Linked DNA regions of Zea mays: regions 1, 2 and 3 are each linked to region 4. The links are chromatin contacts, called in public Hi-C maps. All regions are on one chromosome and are shown on one strand. The core of a region is the stretch at or near the end of the contact, and the rest is flanking DNA. Distances in the headings are between cores, read along the strand shown. Region 1 holds the start of LOC100502196. Region 2 has its middle 38 kb from the start of LOC100279547. Region 3 holds the start of LOC100274448 (putative serine peptidase S28 family protein). Region 4 holds the start of LOC100273848 (DNA-3-methyladenine glycosylase I).

Region 1 (3,018 bases), core at 331-2,830, 390 kb before region 4:
AACGGGAGTACGATAGATGACACCCTCTGTTCCTCAATACAACCCGCTGTTGTGATTTTTTGGTTACCTGACCACCTATCTGTACATTTTTGTGGAAATGATGTTACAGTAATTATTGTCCGGTCAAGCGGACCCCTTTTGAGTTTTGTCATCTACATGTACTTACTCTCGTAGCAGAATGACTGCATGAGCTGACAATTGCACTCCTTTACCCTCTTAGACTCTCACGCTGTCTCCGGTAGGGCAGGGTGATGCGGAACTATAGATATAGATGACACCTTCTCTATCGATTCTTCATCCTAAATCCTTATGTTTGGTCCCTTTTCAGCCTTTCTCCAACCATTTTCTCTATTCAGCTCTTCTTATTTTCTCTATTCAGCTCTTCTTTTACCATTTATTTGAGCTATTTGAATTTTTTGTACATTAGTTTTTGGAGCTCTTCTTTCACCATTTAATTGAGCTATTTGCGTCAATGCGTGTGGGGTTGAGCAATGCATCCACCCATCGATTCCAGGTTTCGTCTTTTTCTGCGCCTGCCTCTGCGGCAGCACAGGCACACTGCCCTGGCAGCACCAGCTAGAGCAGTGCAGCACCGCTCAAAAAGTCGATTTCACGCAGCGCACAGGCACACTGCACTGCACTTCGTACTTCCTCAGTCCCAGTTTTCCTATCGTTTGACTTTTTTGACACTATATTTGACCGACTTGTCTTGTTCAAAAAGAATTTATAATTACTAACTATTTTCATTATGATTTGGTTTATCATATAATTTATTTTAACTATAGATTATTTTTTCTATATTTTTATAAATATTTTGAATAAAACGAGCCGATCAAATTTGGTGTCAAGAAGATCAAAGACATGTAAGTTGAGACAGATAGTACGGTACTAGCTTCAGGTGACTTTTAGACTTTTAAATGGTAATTATAAGTATGAAACTTCTCTAAGATAATATTGTAGCTTTATTTTATCCATTTCTATTTTTTTATTCTCTATCTCTTAAAGAAGACATTTTTTTTTACTCTTGCCAACTCCCATGACACAAGAAGCAAGGAAGTTCTAAATAAGCTCTCGATGCTGCCACCGTCCCATATCTCTCTCTTGCATCGCCGCTGGTCATCCTTCCGTCGTACGCCACCATGCACTGGGCGTATACCGCTATCTTATTGATGAACTTGATTCTTCTTCTTCATGTAAATGAACAAGTTTATTCGCTTTATGAATAAACATATTTGCTATCAGATTAGAATTATATGAGATATATGTTTATGTCTCGTTCTCTTTAAGTCATGAAGTACCTTTTTAAAATTTAATGATTTTTTACTTTTGTTAAAAATTAAATAAATATTTTTCATATTTTAAATCAAAACCCGTCCTTTTAATTGGTAAAAAATAAGAAATAAAATATAAACAAAATCCATTTCAATTTTTAGAGAATAATAATCTGGTAGAGTGGTAGGAAGAAACTATAATTGCAAAACTCTCGGGCACAGTTCCGATCGGGTCCCATCCCAGCGTCCCCCTGGCTGCTGCCACCGGTATAAAAATGCTCGAGCACAGTTCCACTCGGTCCCCCAAAGCCAAAGGGCAAAGGCCCAAAAACCCAGCCGGCCAGAGCCAGTCCCCCACCCCCCAGCAGCCATGGAGTTCGGCTTCCGCGCAGGAAACAGCACGCAGCGCCGCCCTTCCCCCGATCGACGCGTCACAGCACAGCAAGGTAAGCGCCCCCTTCCCATCGAGACCCCAGACTTGCAGCATCTATCTCAAAGTCCCCGGTCCCGCGCAGCCGGACCCTTCCACGGCGACCACCCGCCGCCCTCGCCGTTGCAGTGGGAGGCTGCGGCCCGGCGCGAGCGGATCAAACGCGAGGTGGAGCGCCGGCTCATCGAGGAGGAGGTCCGCCTGGAGCTCGCCCTTGAGCGCGCCCGCCTCCACGGTGGTTTTGGCCCCGCCCCGTTCCTCGGGACCGACGGCTCCGTCGTGCCGGTGCCGCCTCCACCTCCACCTCCAGGCCGGTTCTCCAGGGCCGACGGCCCATCGATGACGCCGGCAATGTCGTGGGACAGCCCTCGGCGGCTCGCGAGATTTGAGCAACCGATGCTCCTCAGTGAGACGGGAACGTGGTCCCTGCTGCCGAAGCCGAGGCATACGCTCCGGCTGCGCGAGATCGCGCCCAGCGAGAGCTCCGAGGTCAGGGAGCACCATTGCCGTTCAATGCCCATGCATGCTGCTTGCTTGTTCGTATTCTTCTTCGACATTTTGGTTGTTCATATTCTTTTCGGCATTTGGCATTAAAGGCGCCTAGCGCTACTGCATTACCACTTTTCAAATTTCTTTCCTTTTTTTTGGTTTGATCTCTTATTGCACTTCCGTTTTACTCTCGATCGCTTTAGAAGCGCAAGCGCTTGCTTTTTTCTTGTCATTTAAAGGCCAATGGTAGTAGTCACTTTCTGTAATAACTGATTACAATCTAGAAGGAAACGTTGCCCATAGATCAAATGGGAGCTTGAACGCTGAAGCCAAATAACAGATCTGATCTGGTGAACTTGTATGGAGGACCAGAGAAGACCGAGTAAACTATTCCATGTGGTGATGTGGATTTCAGTTTCTAGTTATGCAGTAACTTCCTTGTCGCCTTGATCTTTTTCTTCCTGCCCGACTTGACTAACTCTTCCTTCTGTTTCCAGGTTCTTTCATCAGCAACAAAGGCTTCTGGCGTGAAGAGGAAAGCAGCAGCTGCGATTTCCGCAACAACGACTGAACAACAACCAACGGGAGTACAAGACCCGAGTTCCGGGCAATGGAGCTGCGCAATCTGCCAGGTGAGCGCGACCAGCGAGGCCAACCTGAACGAGCACCTCCAAGGGAAAAAGCACAGGGCAAAGCTGGCCCGATGCGGAGCGACCAAGGCGACGACGGATCCTCCTCCTAACAGAAGCGGCGATGGCGCAGTAGCAGTAGCAGCAGGCCCGAGCGACGCGCCGAAGAGGATCCAGATCCTGGTCGACGGGGAGGCGC
Region 2 (3,168 bases), core at 181-2,680, 290 kb before region 4:
CAACCGTCGTAGCCTTTCAGTCTCATCATTTTTAATTTGTTCCATGCATGCATATATATATATATGCACCATCTCTAAATCACATTTTGTCGTCGATGCCTTTAATTTTTCGGCATCAATATCTTTGACTAGAGCCGAAGGAATTAGTTAATAAGCAACTGGGACACACGCAATTGCATATGAGTGATTCCCCTAGATCGACCCCTATGCATGATTAGCCATTTTAACGTACCCCAGTAGCTAGCTAGCAAACTAATCCACCGATCGAGATACTCTACAGATTAGTAAGCTCCGATCCAAAGCGAGGAGCTAGCACGCCCAGTGGCGTTGGTACGTGATTCCTTTATTTTTTTTTGGCCCTTTTGAGAGAGGGTAGGGTAGCCGTACGTTCTTACCGGCGCAGCTACTAGCTTGCTTGCTCTCGCGTTATTACTTGTTGGGGATGCATGCATGATAGATTAATAGTGATGCAAATATAATACTATATGCATGTTATGTGCACTCATATATATGCAAATGAACTAAAGGTACACGGCGTGCACTTTCAGTGTTGTTGGACACGTTTCTAAACGCAAGAGGTTGAGAGGTGGTGGCGAGCTAGAGAGAGGTTGTTGTGTTTAGTACTGATGGTTCTCTTTTGGACTAAAGGTGAGCACCTTTTGTTGTTGAGCGTCAGTTTAATACTATAACACGCCAAATAAAATCTGCACCTTTCGAGATATTATCCCATAGCATATATAAGATCAAGCTCGTGGGGGAGGGGGGGGGGGGGGGGGGGGGGGGTTGATTAATTGTTGGACATATCCAAGGACCATGCATGCAGCGGTTATAGCCGCGCGCTCTAGAGCTTAATTCTTCTTCGTCGTCGTCGTCGATTCACCAATCATGTAGCAGTCATAAAGAACAAGCATATATAAGAGTAGTAAATAGGAAAAGAGGGTAAAGTGAGCTATTGTTTGCTTTGTTCATGTGTTGATCCCTCCAGAGCTTGCACACGACTGACTACATTACATTACATGTAGTAATTAAATTGCCCGGTTAGTTAGATTAGACCGAATGGAAAGACGTAGTACGCTTGCACATGCATGCATGCGCGACTGGATAAATGTGCAAATCCAAAGGCGTGTGAGGCGCCGCGCGTGGAAAGGGCCAAAAAAAGCTCCCGCGCTTTCTGCTGCACTCGGCGGCCCCCGGCCTCGGTCTAGGTAAACAACGCAAAAGGAGGTCGGCGGCCGGACGACGCGACTGACGGCCGGGGGGCCAAGGGACGGACGACGACGACCAGTGGCTGGTGGTGCCCCTCACAAAGTTTAGCTAGCTCCGACGGATTAGACGGGCGTACGTCCCATCGACCGGGGCCAGAGCTCCGGCCAAAGCTAGCTGTTGGTGCGGCCGGGCTCCATTCCATCACTCCATTCCATTGGCGCCCGCTCTCCATGACCATGAAAAGGAGGAGCCAAAGCTAGGATCACAGTGTGTGCGCGCGTGGATCGCACTGTGCATGCCCGTGTGCGTCACGCCAGGCGAGGAACGTACTAAATGTGTGACGGCGTGCACGCATGCGAAAGCTACGTGAAATCCGTGCAAGTCCGTGGTAGTGCAGCTGACTGGACTGTTTGGATCGGTGCAGCTCTGCTTGGCGTCTCTCTGCTGGTCACCACCAGCAAGTGCAAGTCCGTGCCCGCGTGTGCGTATGCATGACGATGTGATGTCCGCGCGCGTACTCCTAGCTACGTGGTGCGCTGGTGCTGCTGCCTCTCTCGATCTCAAGTCATGTCGGCCAAAAACACACCTGGCATAGTGGCATGTGCGAACTGTGCATAGGCACAAGCAAGGCCCCCAAATGGATAGAGGCATATAGAGCCCTATTTTTTTTATTTTTTTTGGCTCATTAACAACAGTAAGTTAAGGCCACCGCCGCTTTCGTCCATCTCACGCCATGGTGGCGATTAAAAGTTCAAACTGTTTGAACGATACATCGATGGAGTACCGTACCTAGTTTGCACAGAAAACATTTCAATCGTATTTTACGCAGTGGTCCTCCTGTACGTAAAATTAAACACGACTGCTTGGACTCCAAGTAAAAGAGGTTTGGACAATGAAACACCACGCGATTTTGACGAAAAAGGATCTCCCCCTATTTCATTAAAAAACAGGAAACATGATATTCTGTAACCACAGACACACACCAATATTGTCTTAGTCATAGCATTGCCACCGGCAACAAAAGCCCAGCATCTAACCCAGCTAAAGCTTGCAGCATACCTGACTCAAAAACTATCGCCATTAAAAGACGACTAAGACAGGAAAAGGGGTTTAACCAAGACATTATTACAGACTGGCATCCTGATATAAGAACCATAAGAGTCTCTAGGTTCAAGATCAGAAAGAAGCATCTTCGCCAAAAAGGATCCCCGCGCATCCAATCACTGTGTCAGCCTCCTGTCAACTGGAGACCACCCCCGAGCTCGAATGAAGAAATCACTAGCCATTTTTCTGATATGGTTGCTTCTTTCCTCCAGCATCCTTCTTGCCGATTTTTTCTGTAATAAAATCCATGAGTTCATCCAAAAACAGCAGAATATAAAGATGTCTAACGTATTAACTACTCTTTTATCTTCAAAGTAAGCTTCGTTTCTTATTTTCCAAAGAGTCCAAAGAACTGCACTACACCCCCACTGTTAACAAATTCTTGTCCCGTTTATTGAATAGATGGAGCCAGCGGCTAAACATCTCACTGGGGTTCTTGGGAATACAAATGGGATGTAGTACCGCCTGCACCACTCTCCAGGTGAATTTCGCTATCTGACAGTCAAAGAAGATGTGTTGCGTAGTTTCTAGGCAATCACACCAAGTGCAATTAATATTTCCTTGCCGATTCTTTTTGCTAGGATTTACCTTGGATAGAACCATGTCTCTCAGAAGAAGCCAAAGGAAAACTTTTATCAAATCACTACCGGAATCCGGGCCTTTGCCGAGTGCCGGCGGCTTTGCCGAGTGCTTTTTATCGGGCACTCGGCAAAGAAGACTTTGCCGAGAGCCGCACTCGGCAAAGACCTGCGCTCGGTAAAGGTCTTATTTACCGAGTGCGGGACACTCGGCACAGCCAGGCACTCGGCAAAGATTGCTTTGCCGAGAGTCAAGCACTCGGCAAAGATGGCTCTCGGC
Region 3 (3,158 bases), core at 625-3,124, 410 kb after region 4:
CGTCAGATTGAACCTCTACCATTGAGATCTCACCAAAAGTATCGTCGACCATCCGGCTCTATGCTGCGGGCCATTCGTGCCTTTGCAGAGAGCACCGTCAAGTGGTTCGTTGCAGTATTTGACTCCTAGATCGACGCCAACACATTTTTTTGGCGACTTCGCTGGGGATCAGGTTTCTAGATCTACTAAAAACGATGTGTTTGGTTTGGTTTGAGAAACCACTCCATTTTTCAAAATGAGATGGTGTATTACGAATCAATCTATCAAATTTGTTGCAATGGTCCCATTTCTAATGCTAGAACCGACTAACTAACTATTCAGAACGAGGTGGTGATGAATGAACTCATTTTATTCTATAATAAAACCAACAAACAAAAAGGTAAACAACGAGAAGATAATAAACTAGTTTATTTCTCGAACCAAACACCTTTTTATATCCATATGTCCTTTTACTCTAGTAGCAGCAATTTTGTGGCGCTAGATGGCCAGCACAAATCCATCTCCGTTGGCGATTGCTGGCACCTGTGTTTTCCCGTCGCGTGGCAGGCACCGAGCCCCACGAGTAAAACATCTGAATCACCTCCTGTTGCCAGCTGCAAGCGCCAGCAGCAGGCGGCCTCGGCAAACACGACAGCGGGCCGGGCGGGCCTCAATCGCGTGACGATTTGGCATCGTACGCCAGAATCTTTCAAAGGCTTGAGAACTGGGTTACTGTTTCCCGAACGCTCGGAGTTGGGCCCAGCCCAAACTGGAAACAATGTGCCGCGCTCCCTAACGTGGTTTGGCAGCAAACGTCATCAGGATAATTAAAGGTGCTACTATTGCTGTACTGCAGTTTTCAGTTAGGGGTGGTAATGGATCACGATTCAAATATTTCTTCACAATAAGTTATGACCCTTAATTAATTTTAGTTCAAAAATTAATAGGAATAGTGTCCGATCATAATCCGATTCGATCCTTGAAATGTATAGTGTAAAATCTAGAGCCCATTACCACCCCTAGTTGCAGTCAAGTTAACAATCTGTTCTATGGAAAAAAAATGAAGGTGACAAGCTAGAAGGGGAAAAAGCCAATCCAGTTATTTCACTTGTGACGCACGCATGCATCATCAGGTTGACAGGTTGAGAAACTGTAGAACTTTTTAAACACTCTTGTACTGTAATAACTTGCAGCTCCGCTGGTGATTCAGCAGCAACCGGAGCCCCCTTTCACCCCTTCAGACGGTGGATGCAGCTGCAGCTGCTGGTGCGTCAACTGTCAGTGGCCAGAACTGTGCCACAACGTGGTGGCCGGCTGCAGGCCAGCAGCAGAGCCAGGCACAGGGAGTCGAGGACGGAGCTGCTGCTGCTGCTGCTCTGACGAGCGTGCGTATCCGACAACAGCAGGCAGCGGTGTGAGCGCTAGCCGGCCTGTCTGTCTGGATGTCTTGTATGTCTTCACATGAAACGGGGATTGATTATTCAAATGTATACGGAGAGGACCATGTCAGAAACATATTGCGGGTTTTGGATTTCGGTCGGAGTATCATCTTTGAGCTGAGCAGTTCGTGCGTCGCTGTTCTAAGCCTTTGTGCCCTTTTGCTGTTATAGATGAGAGGTCGGGATCATTGGCAGCGGTGGTGTGGGCCAATCCTCTGCCCATGGCTCCGCGGACGCCGCGCCATGCTGGAGCACTTTGGTTCTGTGGTAGTGCTACACCCTAAACCCTTTTAGAAAAAGCAAGGCGCAAAGCATACCTACATACATACGCATGGAATCATTTCGATTTGAAGGCGGCGGTTGACAGCCGTTTTCGTGCATAAGACCGTCCGTCCGCAAACAAAGCTAGTTGCCACACCAAAGACCAAACTTGGCTCGTGTCGTGTCTCAGTGTCTGCCACCGAGACAAAAATCGTCGTCAGAAATTTAACGACGCATATTCGTCTGACTGACCCGCCCGTGCGCCTTCCTCCCGCCTCCCCTTCCACCACCAAGAGTGACGACAGAGAGACAGACAGAGAGAATGGCGGCGCCAGATGCCCGGCCCTCGTCAGCCGGTCCACCGCCGGCCCGCTCCCTCCTCCTGCCTCTCCTGCTCGTGCTCCTCCTCGCGGCCTACTCGCTCCCAGCCGACTCAGCAGCGCGCCCGTCCTCCAACTCCAACCCACGGCCTGCCTTCACGCCGCCGCTGCTGAAGCGCCACCAGCTGCGGCGCCCGAGCAGCAGCAGCGCCGAGCTCGTCGCCGGGCCCGCCAACGCGTCGACCAAGCCCTTCACGGCGCACTACTTCCCGCAGCTGCTCGACCACTTCGCCTTCACGCCCAACGCGTCCACGGTCTTCCGCCACAAGTACCTCCTCAACGACACCTTCTGGCGCCGGCCCGGCGCCGGCGCCGGCGACGACGGCCCCGGCCCGCTGTTCGTGTACACGGGCAACGAGGGCGACATCGAGTGGTTCGCCACCAACACCGGGTTCATGTTCGACATCGCGCCCACGTTCGGCGCCCTCCTCGTCTTCATCGAGGTACGTATATATATACCAGTAAGTAAGTAATCGTGGTTGCTTGCTTACTCCGGATGAGCTGGAGCGGCCGGCTCCTCCACTCCACGGGAGCCGGAGGAGAAGAATCCTATATATACCTCCTACCAGAAGAGACCGTAGCATAGAAACTCGCGTAATCTTAGATGAATTAGCCACCATGGGCATGCAATTTTCTTCGCGAGCGTTTTGAGCTGCCGGTCCAATGATGTCTGAAACTCTGAATGCTATCAAGATACTAACACAAGTCAAACCAACGGGGGAAAAAAAAATCTTCTGCTCCACATCTACCCAAGACTAACGTTTCGCTGTCGGTATCACTGACCGACATGTTCTTTGCTGACGCTGACGTTGCTTTGTCGCAAACTCGCATCGCATATACAAGGAGCTAGCTGGAAGAAGAGGAGAGGAAAGAAAGAAACGTCGCAGAAAAAGAAAGGGTGAAAAATCACAGCTAGCTGCATCACTCGACCACTAGTTTCCCAGCTTGTCTGAAACCTACCGCGCGCGCGCTTGCCTCTGGCTCTGCCACCACTGACGAAACCGTTTCTTTCTTCCATTGCCTGTCTGCCACCGACGAACAGCACCGGTTCTACGGGGAGTCGAAGCCGTTCGGGAACGACTCGTACAGGTCGGCCGAG
Region 4 (3,149 bases), core at 526-3,025:
GCTTCCCAATCCGTAGTAACCAAAATACGATCCAACTTTTCGAAAGTTGGATGTGGAAGGTTATTGGCCCAAGTGAATCGTCTCCCTGTCATGTTAAGCTCCTTAAGATTTAACCCGTCGATAACGACATTGAACAAAAAGGACATCTTTGATCAAAGTTGTCATTATTTTTTTCATGAGGGTGTTTAAGGATGTTAAAATCACCACCTATTAAGATAGGTAAGGTTTCATGGTTCGCCATCCAGACTAGCTCCGTCAGGAATGCCTCCTTCTTGTCAAATTGGGTTGGACCGTAGACAACTGTTAAAGCCCACTTGAAATGATCGCTTTTGTTACACACCTTGAACTTGACATAAAACTCCCCTTTATCTATGGTACCAATATCAAATACATCTAAGTCAACACCCAGTAGAATACCCCCCTCCCGAACGACATGTAGGTTCTTTTGTGTGCCAAATAAAATTCCTTCCCTCGCTAAGATTCCTCAGGAAGGAGTCAGAGAAAGATTTTCTCATTGTTTCCAATATAGCTATAAAAGACAAAGTTTGTTCTTTAGATAAGTCAGACACAAATCTATGTTTCATAGGGTCTTTGAACCCATCACTATTCCAGAAAACCCCTCTCATTGGGCAACCGATTTTTTTATTTATATTCCTGCTCTTTTTCTTAGAGTTTTTTGTGACTTCAGGCCTACTAGTATGAGACATAATTATATGCTCACTAGTAAAGTCCATCACTCCTTCCAACATGTCATTGCGTAAAGAGCCCAAGATAAAGTTATCTAGCTACTGATCTTCTAACCTCTCTTTTTCCTCTCTCCCTCTAAAGCAACAGACTTGGCATCTACGATACTACCAGACTCACCACTTAGATTATTGGTTAACAACTCTAGAAATTTTCCCCAAGATTTATCATTATTCCCACAAACAAAACCTAAGAAGTTAACCTCTGAACTACTTCATAAGGAATAAGAACATAAGGTAAGATGCATATGGAATTACCTGCGGAGAGGTCCGCATCTAAATTGCGAGCAGCCTTCAACTTTGAAGCTCTTTGCATGCTACCTCCATTCCCGCTCATGTTTCTTCTTTTGCTCCTTCCTGATTCTTTCCCCTCCACCGAGACTATTAGCTAATTTACTAAAAATAACTAATAATTAAACTATTAGCTAGATTGTTTGTACGTATGTAACTAATTTTAGCAGCTAACTATGAACTCTAGTGTATTTAAACACGACACGAGGTAACCTAAGTTGATGACAATTTCATTGTCATAAAGCTTTGATCGACGACACGTTTGTTGTTCCTATCTCGTCATCTCATGAACGAAAATTTAGTTGAGATTATTCTCCATGGTTTGGACCACTAACTTTGGTTTAACAAATTTTAAAGTAGGACCTACAATAAACAGTGACGATGGTTGCATCTGGGAAACCATTTTCCTCATGTATAACCACGAAGCAATCAAATTAGCCGGCCGTTACATCGTACTATTTTGGCAAATGTATAAAACTGGTGGGCCATGCCAGAAAAGTACGCTGTCAGACAGCGAGAAGCTGTCGGGCCCACGCGCAGAGGTCCAGGGTTCAGATACGATCGAACTCTTCTCTCCCACAAAAGTTAAAAACTTTCGCAATGCACCCCCTCCCGAAATAAAAACCGGTGTAAAATAAACGGCAGAGCCCAGTGTCCCCGCTAGCTGCTAGCGAGCTACTACTAGTACAGTGTCCCCCACTCCCCAGTCCCCCTCAACCTCTCTGCCAACCGCTTCGTCCCCTCCTTTCTCTCCTTGGATTCCACTACTCCCTCGTCCTCGGAGCAGTTGCTGCAGCTGCAACCCCCCTGCGCCTCTCTTCTCCCGGTCCCACCCGCCCCTCCGCCGCCTAGGGCTTCCAAATCCCCTCAGCTTCCCCGGATTCCGCTTTCCCCCGTCGCTGCAAGGTTCCGGGAGGTTCTAATCTCCTTTGAGCGCCGCCTGCCCGCCGTGGCTGTTTCTCGGTGTTCACCGCGTTCCTCCGTGCAATGCGGGGCCTAAACGCGGCTGGGGTTAGGGTTCCTGGCCCGCAGCTCGCTTCAATTTGATTTTTTGGAGGTTTTTATAGGGAGGAGAAAGAGTCCGGATTTCGAGGAGTTAGTGGTTGCGTGCTTGTCTCGGCGGAGGTGAATCTCAAGTTCGTGGCCGGGGTTTTAGCTCGACGAGGCGGACAATTTTCTACGAGGGATTGGAATTCTTTGCTCGGTTTTTGAGGTGCCCGTGTGGAAAGCCCGGTAATTTTTGAATTTTTGGGCGGTAAAAACCTGTTGGTTAGGCTGTGGTGGTTTCTATGGCCGGGGCGCCGAGGGCCCGGTCCCTGAACATCGCGGTTCCGGAGGCAGAGGCGAGGCCGGTGCTGGTGCCAGGAGGCAACAAGGCCAGGTCGGGCCCGGCGAACGCCCGGAAACCGTCGCCGAAGCCCGTGAGGAAGGCGGAGCCGGCGCCGGCGGGGACGCCAGCGGAGACTGTGCCCGCCGCGACCAAGGCGGAAGAGGGCGCAAAGAGGAATGCAGTCGGCGGGGGTGGAGGTGGCGCGCCCAAGAGTGCGTCCCCGGTGCCGTCGCCGCGGCGCACACCTCCTGGGCCGCCGTCGAGGAGGAACGACGCGCCGCTGTCGCATCCGGGCTTGCCGCTCAGCGCGTCTTGCTCCTCGGATGCATCCGCGGAGTCGGTCCGCGCCCGGCGGGCTTTCACCGGGAAAGTAGAGAAGGGCCGGTCGGTGCCGACGGCTCAACCGAAGCAAGGCAAGGCTGTGGGTAAGGCGGTGGAGAGCAAGCCCATCCGCGTGGAGGTTGTTGCTCCGATGACAGTGACACCAGAGGCTGTGCAAGGGAAGAGGAGGTGCGCGTGGGTTACTCCAACCACCGGTGAGCATCTTCTCTCCTGGAACTGGTTCTTTCTTAGTCAAAAATCCTAGTTTGGTATAAGAATTGTTCTTGTTTCTTCTATACAGACAGAAGAAGAATGCAACTCTTGTGTTTCTTGATGTTTTAGTCACTTATTACTAGTTTACCGTGTTTAATTTATGCCTGTTCGAATCATTGGAATCAGTCCAATCATGTGCTGCAGTTCATTATAACTTGTATACATTCTAGCATCCTGAACCAGGCACCTTT

Evidence for each region. Hi-C and Micro-C count contacts between places; a contact is called where the count stands out from the background.
Region 1: a contact with region 4 is called in a Hi-C map of endosperm, with 4 times the contacts expected there. The contact joins the promoter of LOC100502196 here to the promoter of LOC100273848 in region 4. A contact is called at or near these places in 3 of 25 Hi-C or Micro-C datasets (bundle sheath, endosperm and leaf).
Region 2: a contact with region 4 is called in a Hi-C map of tassel, with 1.8 times the contacts expected there. The contact joins the enhancer-like site here to the promoter of LOC100273848 in region 4. A contact is called at or near these places in 3 of 25 Hi-C or Micro-C datasets (bundle sheath, endosperm and tassel).
Region 3: a Hi-C map of ear shows a contact between it and region 4, with 3 times the contacts expected there. The contact joins the promoter of LOC100274448 here to the promoter of LOC100273848 in region 4. A contact is called at or near these places in 3 of 25 Hi-C or Micro-C datasets (ear, root tip and tassel).

Annotation. Positions count from the first base shown.
Region 1 is chr6:105,427,859-105,430,876 of Zm-B73-REFERENCE-NAM-5.0, forward strand. LOC100502196 reads left to right here and starts at 1,581. Exons shown (of 3, transcript NM_001196673.1): 1 at 1,581-1,717; 2 at 1,787-2,190; 3 at 2,688-3,018. The coding sequence starts at 1,642. It overlaps LOC100272962, which reads left to right. Exons shown (of 11, transcript NM_001147414.1): 11 at 1-150.
Region 2 is chr6:105,534,786-105,537,953 of Zm-B73-REFERENCE-NAM-5.0, forward strand. No RefSeq gene overlaps it. Among protein-coding and RNA genes, the nearest start is that of LOC100279547, 38 kb to the left of the region's middle. Within about 2 kb of position 1,431, at least 14 of the 20 cell types and tissues checked have an H3K27ac peak or open chromatin away from gene starts, as enhancers often do. A contact at or near this core is called in bundle sheath, endosperm and tassel, where this site is marked.
Region 3 is chr6:106,227,978-106,231,135 of Zm-B73-REFERENCE-NAM-5.0, forward strand. It overlaps LOC100274448 (putative serine peptidase S28 family protein), which reads left to right and starts at 1,875. Exons shown (of 10, transcript NM_001148807.1): 1 at 1,875-2,502; 2 at 3,102-3,158. The coding sequence starts at 2,002.
Region 4 is chr6:105,821,007-105,824,155 of Zm-B73-REFERENCE-NAM-5.0, forward strand. LOC100273848 (DNA-3-methyladenine glycosylase I) reads left to right here and starts at 1,776. Exons shown (of 5, transcript NM_001148245.2): 1 at 1,776-2,900. The coding sequence starts at 2,324.